2 separate regions of the Mus musculus genome follow, and region 1 is linked to region 2. The links are chromatin contacts, called in public Hi-C maps. All regions are on one chromosome and are shown on one strand. The core of a region is the stretch at or near the end of the contact, and the rest is flanking DNA. Distances in the headings are between cores, read along the strand shown.

Region 1 (4,562 bases), core at 1,362-3,861, 49 kb before region 2:
AGCAATGCAGAGACAGGCATCCACAGAGTTAGGCCTGGGGAGCCATGGCAGGTGCCTGAAGAAGGGAGGGGCGGAGTAGGAAGGGGACACATCGGTCTTCACATCGAGAGAAAGAAGGTGGTTCCCACCACCAGGGGCAACCACCCACTCTGGCTTTGGGAAGAGCACAGAAGCCACGCCCCTGACTTCCACAGGCTATGATGGCCTGCCTGTCCGTCTGTCCTCCCCACTCATCAAGTTTCCCAAGCCAGCCATCAGGAGCAAGTAATGACTCTACCAAGAGAAAGACTTCTGTCAGTAGTCAGTCTAGCCTGGTACCTTTCTGTCTTTCGGGTTCTTCCGGGTCTCATCACTCCCTGTAAACACCCTCTCTTCTTGAAGCCTTGACCTGGGTTAATAGGCAGAGCACTAAGGATATTTTTTTTTTCTGGACTTGGTTTGTCCAATCCAAATAAAAGCACGAGACAAACTCCCATTTCCCTTCCTTGCGTGTACAACACATTATATAAAAGGCAGTCCTGGAACTGGGGTCACTTGCGTCGGAGCAAGAGCAAGCACCCTCAGGAAGCCCTGAGCTGTGAGGTAAGACGCCCTGGCCTATCTGACAGATCTTTCCCATGTGGCAGAACAGGATGGTGAGCAGCACCAGCGCAGAGTCCAGCCTCCTCGGGTCCCTTGCTTGACAGGACGCTCACTTTGGCTTAGGATGAACAGCTCAACACAAGCCTTTAAAAATAAACCGAACAGAAGCAAACAAGCCCTCCCCTGTCACACCTCAGGTCCCCCGCTCCCTCCACTCCTGACACTATTAACCCCCTTAATTACATTAGAAGGAATCTGCAGTGAGATCTTACACATAATTAGGGTTGACTGCTGTGTGTTTTCCATTTTCTATCTGCAGCCGAGAATACAGGATGGGAACCAGGCCAACTGTGGAATTCGGCAGAGGCTCTTCCCGGTCCCAGGTTTAGCATACAGACTTGGGTGTCTAAAATCTTGACATTTCTATCTGTGTATTCCGGCTTGTTAACAAAGGGACTTGGCAGACAGAGGGGCAACTTGTTAGATCTGTTTGTCTCCATCTACGCAGCCTTTAGGTACATCTGCCCAAACACCTGTGTGGATGAACCAATTAAATCCAAAGCAGGAGTGAGACCATGCAGGAGGCACTGGCATCGGAGCGCCTTGGGCAACTCTTCTGGCTCCATTTGTCTCTGTTGTTAACAGGTGAAAAGCGGTGACTGGCCAAGGGCTGGATTGTCTACGGAGGCTTCTGAAACTCTAGAGGGACAGCCTGTCTACCAGGACAGCAAAGATGAGTTGCATGTCCCCTTTGCCAGAACTGTAAGGCCAGTGCTGCCATCACCAGCAGGGTGGCCACCGGAGAGTCACTCCGTTACTGTTTTCCTTCGTTTGGACAATAGGAGCGAGACCTGGGGGGGCCCAGAGGACTTAGTGGAGGGCACATGTTAATACGGACAAACCCCTTACAACGCTGTGCCGTCAGCATTCACGTAAAGGCAGGTATGTAAAGTGCCAAGACCCGGGGGCAGCAACCACCAGAAGCCGCAACCATCCTGAACTGGTACACACTTTAATCTAGAGACCAAAACTCAAACATTCAAAGCGTTTGAAGACATTCTCCGCTGTTACAAAACCATGACTTCCTGTTTTACATACAAGATTTTGAAAAACCAGGGAAGTCCTGTTTTGTTTTGTTTTGTTTTGTTTTTCCCTTTTCTTTTTTTGCTTTCTTATCCCCACCAAGTCTCAGGCCCTTGGCTGAGATGGGGGCAGGTACCATAGTTCTCAAGCCCCGTAATTAAACAGGAAGCCACCAATGGTCAACACCACTCCATTGAGATTCACTGGAGCTTCACCAATACAAATTACTTCCCACCAGTCCTTTCAAGCAATTATCACTTTTAAAGGCTGGAGGGGGAGGGGTGTGAAAGGGAAAGTAATGAGGATTCCCAAGGACAAGGTTCTCCCTTTCCAAAACTTCTCCTCAGCTTGCTGGCAGCTCCTACTGAGGCGGAGAAGAAGAGAAGGATGTAGCTCTAACCAGTTGTCCAGGTAGAAAATTAACAACTGCCAAACAATACTTTGTGTTGTGTGTGTGTGTGTGCCTGTGTATGTGTGCATGTGTGAGTGTGTAAATGTGTGTGCATGTGGATCTGAGTATATGTGTGAGTGTGAGTATGTGTTATGTATGAGTGAATGTGTTTGTGTGTGTATGTCTGTTGTTGATCCTAGGTAGTACAGAGATGGAAACTGCTCAGCATCGAAGTCCTTACCTCTGAGCACTTTCACTTTCTAAAAGTAATGCCTCAAGTGAGTTTATTCTGATTCCTCTGAAGCTGAAGTCTCCTTTAAGTACCATATATACTCCAGGCACTCACAGTCTCCACAATGGAACAGCGTTGGTTTGCCGCCTATGGTACAACTGCCTGTCTGTTCCTAAAAGACTGCTAAAAAGGATAATTGTCTTCGAGATGGAACTTGTGTCGAAAGGAACGACACAAATGCCATTTCCTCAACCTCCTGATTCAGTGCTCAGCCTTTGGCAACTGTCACCGGCGGCACCCCCTGCAGGGGCCTTGCTGCAGACCTTGTGTGACTGGCTTCCTCTGGAACCCTTGCCTACCAGCTTAAACTCTGCTTCTTCAGCTGTAAAAGGAGACGATTGTGTGTCGGTTACTGCAGGAAGTACTAGAGACAATAAACTCGTAAGCCAGGTTTAGTGGTTCACGCCATTAATCCTAGCACTTGGGAGCAGAGACAGGTGGGATTCTGTGAGTTCAAGGCCAGCCTGGTCATCATAGTGAGTTTCAGGTCAGTTGGTGCTATTGAGTGAGGCTGTTTCTAAATAAGCAAGCGCATAAATAAAGCAATAAATGCAAAAAACAGAATACTTATAACATTCACAACCCTTAGTCGCTGCTCGGTAACGACACGGCTATCTGCACCGGTGAGTTTTTACTGTCAACTCGACACAAACTATAGTCACCCGGGAAGATGGGATCTCAATCAAGGTTCTCAATCAAGAAATTGCTTCCATCAGATTGGCTGTGGGCGTGTCTCTGTCTCCTGGAGCATTTTCTTGATTAGTGATTGAAGTGGGAAGGCCCAGTCCATTGTGGGTGGTGCCATCCCCTTTGCAAGTGGTAGTCCTGTGTTGCATAAGAAAGCCAACTGAGCAAACCATGGAGAGCAAGCCAGCAGTGTTCCCTCATGGTTTCTGTTTTTGTTTCTTCCTTGAGCTCCCAGCTCCCTTCAATAATGGACCCTATCTGGTAAAAATATAATATAAACCCTTTCCTCCCTGAGCTGGATTTAGTCAATGTTTTATCCCAGCCACAGGAACAAGTCAGGACAATCCTTTGTATTACTGACCACTTGGATGGGTGCTACCATCAGAGCATCTTTGAGATTTGTCCAGACTCTGGGTAGCAATTTGCTTTATGTTGTTTCAATGAATTTGAAAGGCGATCAGCTTCATGAGAAAGATAGTACTTCTTCATGGAGAAAGATGGCCCTAACAACCAGGTCAAATTAGGACCAGCAGCCTTCCTGAGGTACTTTAGAATCTAAGAGATAATCAACTCCCCTCCCACACCCCCAAAGGGACCAGCAGAACTTGAGAACCAGAAGTGACAGTGACCTGAGCCAAGCCCTATAAAAGTCAACGAGGAACCTTCTGAGATGTGTCAGGTCAATGAGATATCAATGAGATATCCACCTCTGCCTTCAGTTCCCCCATTTTCCTCCTGAATGTGTCTAAAGCTGTGTAATTCCTAACGGTTTACACACATTTATCTTGCTTCCCACAGGCTGGTATTTGAGAACAACAATTGCTGCTTGCTGAGTATTTCAGAGACTCGGCCATAGACGACTCAGGTGGCTTAGTCACAGAGCATCAAGCAGGCCAGCTGCAGTCTTGGGGGACAGGGGATGGAGGGGAAAGCAAGAGGTGGCTGGTTCACCCCTTCCTCTGTTCCCAGAGACTCAGCCCCAACTGTTCTCTGTTCTTGACTAACAGCTGGGAGAAGGGAGAAAGGATGCAGGGAGGACCATGGGGCAAGCAAGCAAGATGCAGCTGGCATTCAAGAAAGATACTGCCGGACAAGAAAAGTATAAAGTGGGCTTAGGCCTGGTGCCTCACCGAGTTTTCAAATCACATTAATCTGTGCTCTGGTGTTTTGATAGAGACAGATGGGACCCATGTGGCGATGGCAAGAGGTGTGGCTACTGGGGAGGAAAGCCACACGGGCCCCAGCGTGACAAGCCTGTACACAAAGAAAATGGATTGGCGAGGGAGTGAGGGGCAAAGCCAGGGCGCCCATCCTGCCACAACCACACAGCCTGCAGGCAGGCTCACCCCAAACATCCTGTTTTGCCACACAATGCAGGCACCCCAAACCCAAGACTGCTTCCAGGGCTGACAAAATACCAAACATCCTCTAGTACGCTCTTGAGAACTTTCTGGTACTTTTTCAAAGGGTCAAACAAGGTGACTGTGACCCTGTGGGCAGAGAAGGGCAGGGCAGGGTCAGGGTGGG
Region 2 (4,559 bases), core at 1,653-4,152:
CTGCTCGCCCCACTTCCACCGCGGAAAGATGAACAGTTCAAACACCCAACCCCGGTAGTTGACAGTCTCCTAAGCATGGCTTTTCTCCTCAGACTACAAAACCGTAGAAATGTGAGGTGGATTGAAATGTGTAAACTACTCCAGTAGAAAGAAAGAGGCTACTCTACAGTCTGGTCAAGAATGAAACAAACAAAAATAAAAAACCACCAGAGTTTAGATGGTATTTCAATCCCTCGTCCGGAGACCCTTTTTACCTGACTTTTAATGCATTCTCGCCCCCTTCCTCTATTTTTTTTTGGGGGGGGGTAGGACTTTGGGACTAGAGAGGGTCCTTATATTTTGGAATCAGCCCCCCAGCCTTCCCAGATGCGTACTCACCCCTGCCATCGGGACAGAGAAGGTAACTCTGAGGTGTTCTTAAAAGCACTCTTTAAACCCAAAATGTCCCCGCCCCCGAAACCACCCTTTCTTTGGGTTGGGGGTGGGGGCAGAAAGTTGCCATTTAAGGAAAAGGCTATACTCTCCAAGTTTCTCTGGAAGGAAAAAACGTTGGGCACATCATTTGGGTATCAGAACTTTTCTACTGGATGCCCCCGTGAGGTTTCCTCAGCTGCTGAGACAGAGTGGCCGCTAAGGTGTGGGCTGTGGGGATCTACGCCCATCCGATGCTCGCGCGCGGCCGGGCTCCCCGCTCCCTCGCGCCGGCACCCACGTGTCTCTATTTACTCTACTCGGGTTACCAGCGCCGTCGCCTTCAGCTGGCCCGGAGATCTGATAAAGCGCGTCCCTCCTCCCTAGCCGCCGCCCGGCTTCCGCCGAGGGCTCGCCTTTCTTCTGCAGAGATCCAGGGCCTGATCCCAACCCAGCCTAACCCCAAATAAACGCTTTTCTTTCCACTTTAAACGCCGGGGTTGCGGGCGGAAGGACTGCGGTATCGGTGCCGTTGGCTGGCTCGGATCGGCTCGCCCACGGCTCCCGGCAGCAGCCTCTCCTGCTGTGGGGACCCGGCCCCGCAACGCCCCCGCAGTTAGGGCGCGCGCCCCGGCTCCACGGCGGTTGGGACGGCCCCTTCTGCGAGGCCCACGCCCGCCTCTCCTTCCTCCCGCCTGGGGCTTCGCTCCTTGGAGCCCTCGGTGGTTTAACGCACTTCTGTGCACTGTACCGAGAGAGCTAGCGGATGCACTTTGTTTTCCACCCCATGATAGACTTCACAGTTGTGTTTAGACATCCCTGTTTTAATGCACCGCGTCCCTCAGAGCCACCGAAACGTCGGAGGACGAAACCGGTCCGGTATAGGCCAGCGTTTCCTGCCCATTTGCCACCGTTTAGCCATAGAAACACTTGGGATAAATTTCCCTGCCCGCTGCTCACACACGTGCGCACCATGGACTAGGGGCCGTTATTCCCCACCCAGCCCGCGAGGGACCAGGGCTCAATGGCCACCGTGGTCGCGCACCCTGCTTGCTTCCCCTCCGCTTCCCCGGGACCCGCCACGCCTCTCCGGACAGCTGCCCACTCACCTCATGCCCGTTGCTGGCTGGGATGATTTCGGACTCGTTAACCAAAGATGACTTGATGTCGGCTAAGTCGCCCTCCTCTTCGGGATGACTGATCTCGGCGAAGATCTTCTCCTTCTGGGGATCGCCTTCGTCCTTGAAGGGGATCATCTCATCGGTGGCGCAGAGTTCCGGGTCCCCCCCGCCGCCTCCTCCGGAAAGTTGGGGCATCCCGGCGGCTGTGTAATCTCCGCTCCGCTGCGGGAGCACTCCGAGACAGCAAGAAGGGAGGGTCGATGTGAGGTGGGGGAGTTGGAAGACTGAGTGCGGGAGGACTGTGAATGGAAGCCGGGTGGGCAAGCGAGGGGCCCACGGCTGGAGCAGCTGCAGGAGCCTCTGCGATTGCCGCGCTTTCCCACTTAGAAGGACGCCGGCGCCCGGCCCTGGGGCGAAGGGCACCAGACTGCGAGGGCGGCAGCCGCCGGCGCCTCTGAGAGCGTCTACGCCGCTCCGCGTGCACTAGGCTAGGCTGCCAGGGCTGGGTGGCCACCCCACGCCGCACTCGTTGCTGGGGTCTGTGCTTCGAGGACACCGGTTCCGGAGGGGACACGACTTGCCAAAGTGCAAACGAGGGTCCCGTGGTGCGTCACCGTGCAAAACCTCTCCACGGATTCCTCGGATGCTGATTTCGGTGATTTGGGGTTTTGTTTTGTTTTGTTTTTGAGAAGAGGAGAGCTGGGCCAAGAGGCTCCCTTTGCCCCAGCGGAGGTACGAGAAGAATCAGAAAATACCGAAAAGTCCACTTCCTTCAGAGTAAACAATAAAGAGCCACCGGGCTGCAGACGTCCGCGTTAGAGCTTCTTTCCTTCCCTTTCGCTTCGGTTTTCCTTCTGGAGGAGCATTTAATCTGCTGGAGGGGGAGGGGCGGAGGAGGAGGGGAGAAAAAGAGAAGTTTGCCAAGAATAAAGTTTGTGATGATGAGCGCTGGGAATCGGCGGTGGCTGGCACGGCGGAGTCTTGGGGAGTCACAGCAGGAGCTTCGGGCCCAAATGTTCCAGCCCGCAGCTCGGGCCGATACACACACTTACACACACACACACACACACACACACACACACACACTCGAGCCCGATCCCTCTTTGTTCCCGGCTCGAGTTTCTGCCTGGCTCGCCTCTCTCCCCGCCTCCCCTCGGTCAAAGCAAAGAGCTGCCGGTGGCCCCTCGGCTCCTCCGGGCAGACCGGCCGGGGAACACCCGGAGCGTAGCCGCTTGCAAGGCTCCGGGAATGTCCGAATGCCAGGGCCCACGAAAGCGCAGCCCGGTCCCTCCGGTGCGCGCTGCCCCGCAGGTGAGCGGTTGCGCCTTCCCACCGCTTCTCCTCGCCGCGCCTAGCCGGCGCTGCAAAGCTATTCACTTGCGTCGCTTCTCCTCCCCCGCCCCTCCCCCGCCTCCTGCTCTCCTTGGCTGCCTGCTGGAGGGGTGGGGAGGAGGGAGTCTGTTAGGAGGAGGAGGAGATCCAGGTTCTCTCCCCCCCCCCCCAGCCCTAGTTCATTTCCTAGCACCCAAAGGACGAGTCATACTTGGGGGGGGGGGGCGCCGTGGGGGTGCGTATGTGTTTGCGCCCGCCTGTTCATGCCTGGGGGGGGGGGGACGACACCATACAACCTGAAGATAGACTGGGTGCTGTGTGTAACCCAACCCCAAAGAACAGTGTGGCCCACGTGAAAATTGACGAGAAACTACGGGAATGGCTTAACTTCATCATCTGAGCATCTCTTCTTCTCTTGCCGACCCCACCCCACCCCGCCCCCGGCGCCTCACTTCTAGTCCTTTGCCAGTCTTTCTTCAACCTCCTTCCCGCCGCCCACTCTAGCCCCCTCACTCAGGCAAGGGGAGGAAGATGAAAGAGAAAGCCGCTGGCGCTGTGGTCGACACCACATTGATAGATGCTCTGACAGAGGGAATAAGGCGAGAATTAGGGACTAGGGGAAGGAAAAGGAGAAAATGTAACACATTGCTCACCTAACCAGAGAGAAGAGATTCAGCAAAGGCAAACAGAAGAGTTGTGACTCTACTAACCGTGAATCACACACACTTCGGAGACAAGGGCACACCACCCTAGCGAAAATAAAATCTCCAGGCTTACCAGGGGGGAAGGATCAGTAAGAAGGGTGTGGATGAAGACTGAGCCTTAAATATCGCTTCTACGCTATCACATTCATTGTGCCTTTATCACCGAATGAACGTGGGTTTTTGGAGATTCTCGACTCAGCGTGTAGAGACCTCGTAGAAAAAGGAAAATACATCCCAAAAGGAGGGAGAAGAACAACCTAGGAGAGGCAGGCAGCACTGGGCAGTTGCTGACATCCTGGAGACTCCGCTGAAAGGGACCTTTAAAGGATGGATGTAAATACGAATCAAACCTCAAAAATTCTCCGGTTCCCACTGTCTCCTTGGTGCATTTTGGACAGGACTTTTAAGGGCGACGCTTTGTGAAAGTCACTGTGTAAGTGGGGCTTAAGTTTGGAAACACATTGTCTTTTAGCTCTCAACCCCTCCCCTCAAGTCAAATATTCAGGCAAAATCATTAGACCAGTGAGGCAGCCATCTGTAGAACCTGGGAGCAGTAAACAGGAAGAATTGTATCTCCATCTTACTTAAATGGAAAATAAGACTCCAACGAATCGTGTGTTGGTTTCATTACATAAGAACGCTTAGGACAAGAGCTCTCTTTTAAAGGTGAAAGTGTGGGCTATTGGGCATTGTAGACTTTAACAGTTCTTTAAGTCAGCATTTAAAACTTTGCTTACTGATAACTACCAGTTTGGGAGCTGGCTAGGAGGTGGATATATATATATATATATATATATATATATATATATATATATGTTTGAAATATATGTATAGTTTGGTTTGCTGCATAGGACGTGGTTGGTCATATGTAATCTGATAGATTTAGGTACAACAAGGGGCTGGTGAAAGAAGTCAGAATAACAAAAACTTTTCTTTAAAAATTAAATAATTGTCAAGACTATACCTTACAAAAGCCAAAAATGGCATTTTT

The links. Hi-C and Micro-C count contacts between places; a contact is called where the count stands out from the background.
Region 1: a contact with region 2 is called in a Hi-C map of regulatory T cells, with 2.6 times the contacts expected there. The contact joins the enhancer-like site here to the promoter of Lef1 in region 2. A contact is called at or near these places in 6 of 39 promoter capture datasets (the C10 cell line, embryonic stem cells, liver and 2 more), 2 of 15 datasets of contacts at CTCF or cohesin (CD8 T cells and the NIH/3T3 cell line), 42 of 484 Hi-C or Micro-C datasets (CD4 T cells, CD4 single positive thymocytes, CD8 T cells and 22 more), 18 of 115 datasets of contacts at active chromatin or transcription factors (the 230-238 cell line, CD4 single positive thymocytes, CD8 T cells and 9 more) and 3 of 9 other capture datasets (adipose tissue, liver and pancreatic islet).

What each region holds. Positions count from the first base shown.
Region 1 is chr3:131,157,435-131,161,996 of GRCm38.p6, reverse strand. The region is part of intron 3 of Lef1 (lymphoid enhancer binding factor 1); the gene reads right to left. Among named protein-coding and RNA genes, the nearest start is that of Lef1, 49 kb to the right of the region's middle. Within about 2 kb of position 2,611, at least 22 of the 459 cell types and tissues checked have an H3K27ac peak or open chromatin away from gene starts, as enhancers often do. A contact at or near this core is called in CD4 single positive thymocytes, Th1 cells, Th17 cells and 4 more, where this site is marked.
Region 2 is chr3:131,108,640-131,113,198 of GRCm38.p6, reverse strand. Lef1 (lymphoid enhancer binding factor 1) reads right to left here and starts at 2,902. Exons shown (of 12, transcript NM_010703.4): 1 at 1,521-2,902. The coding sequence starts at 1,727.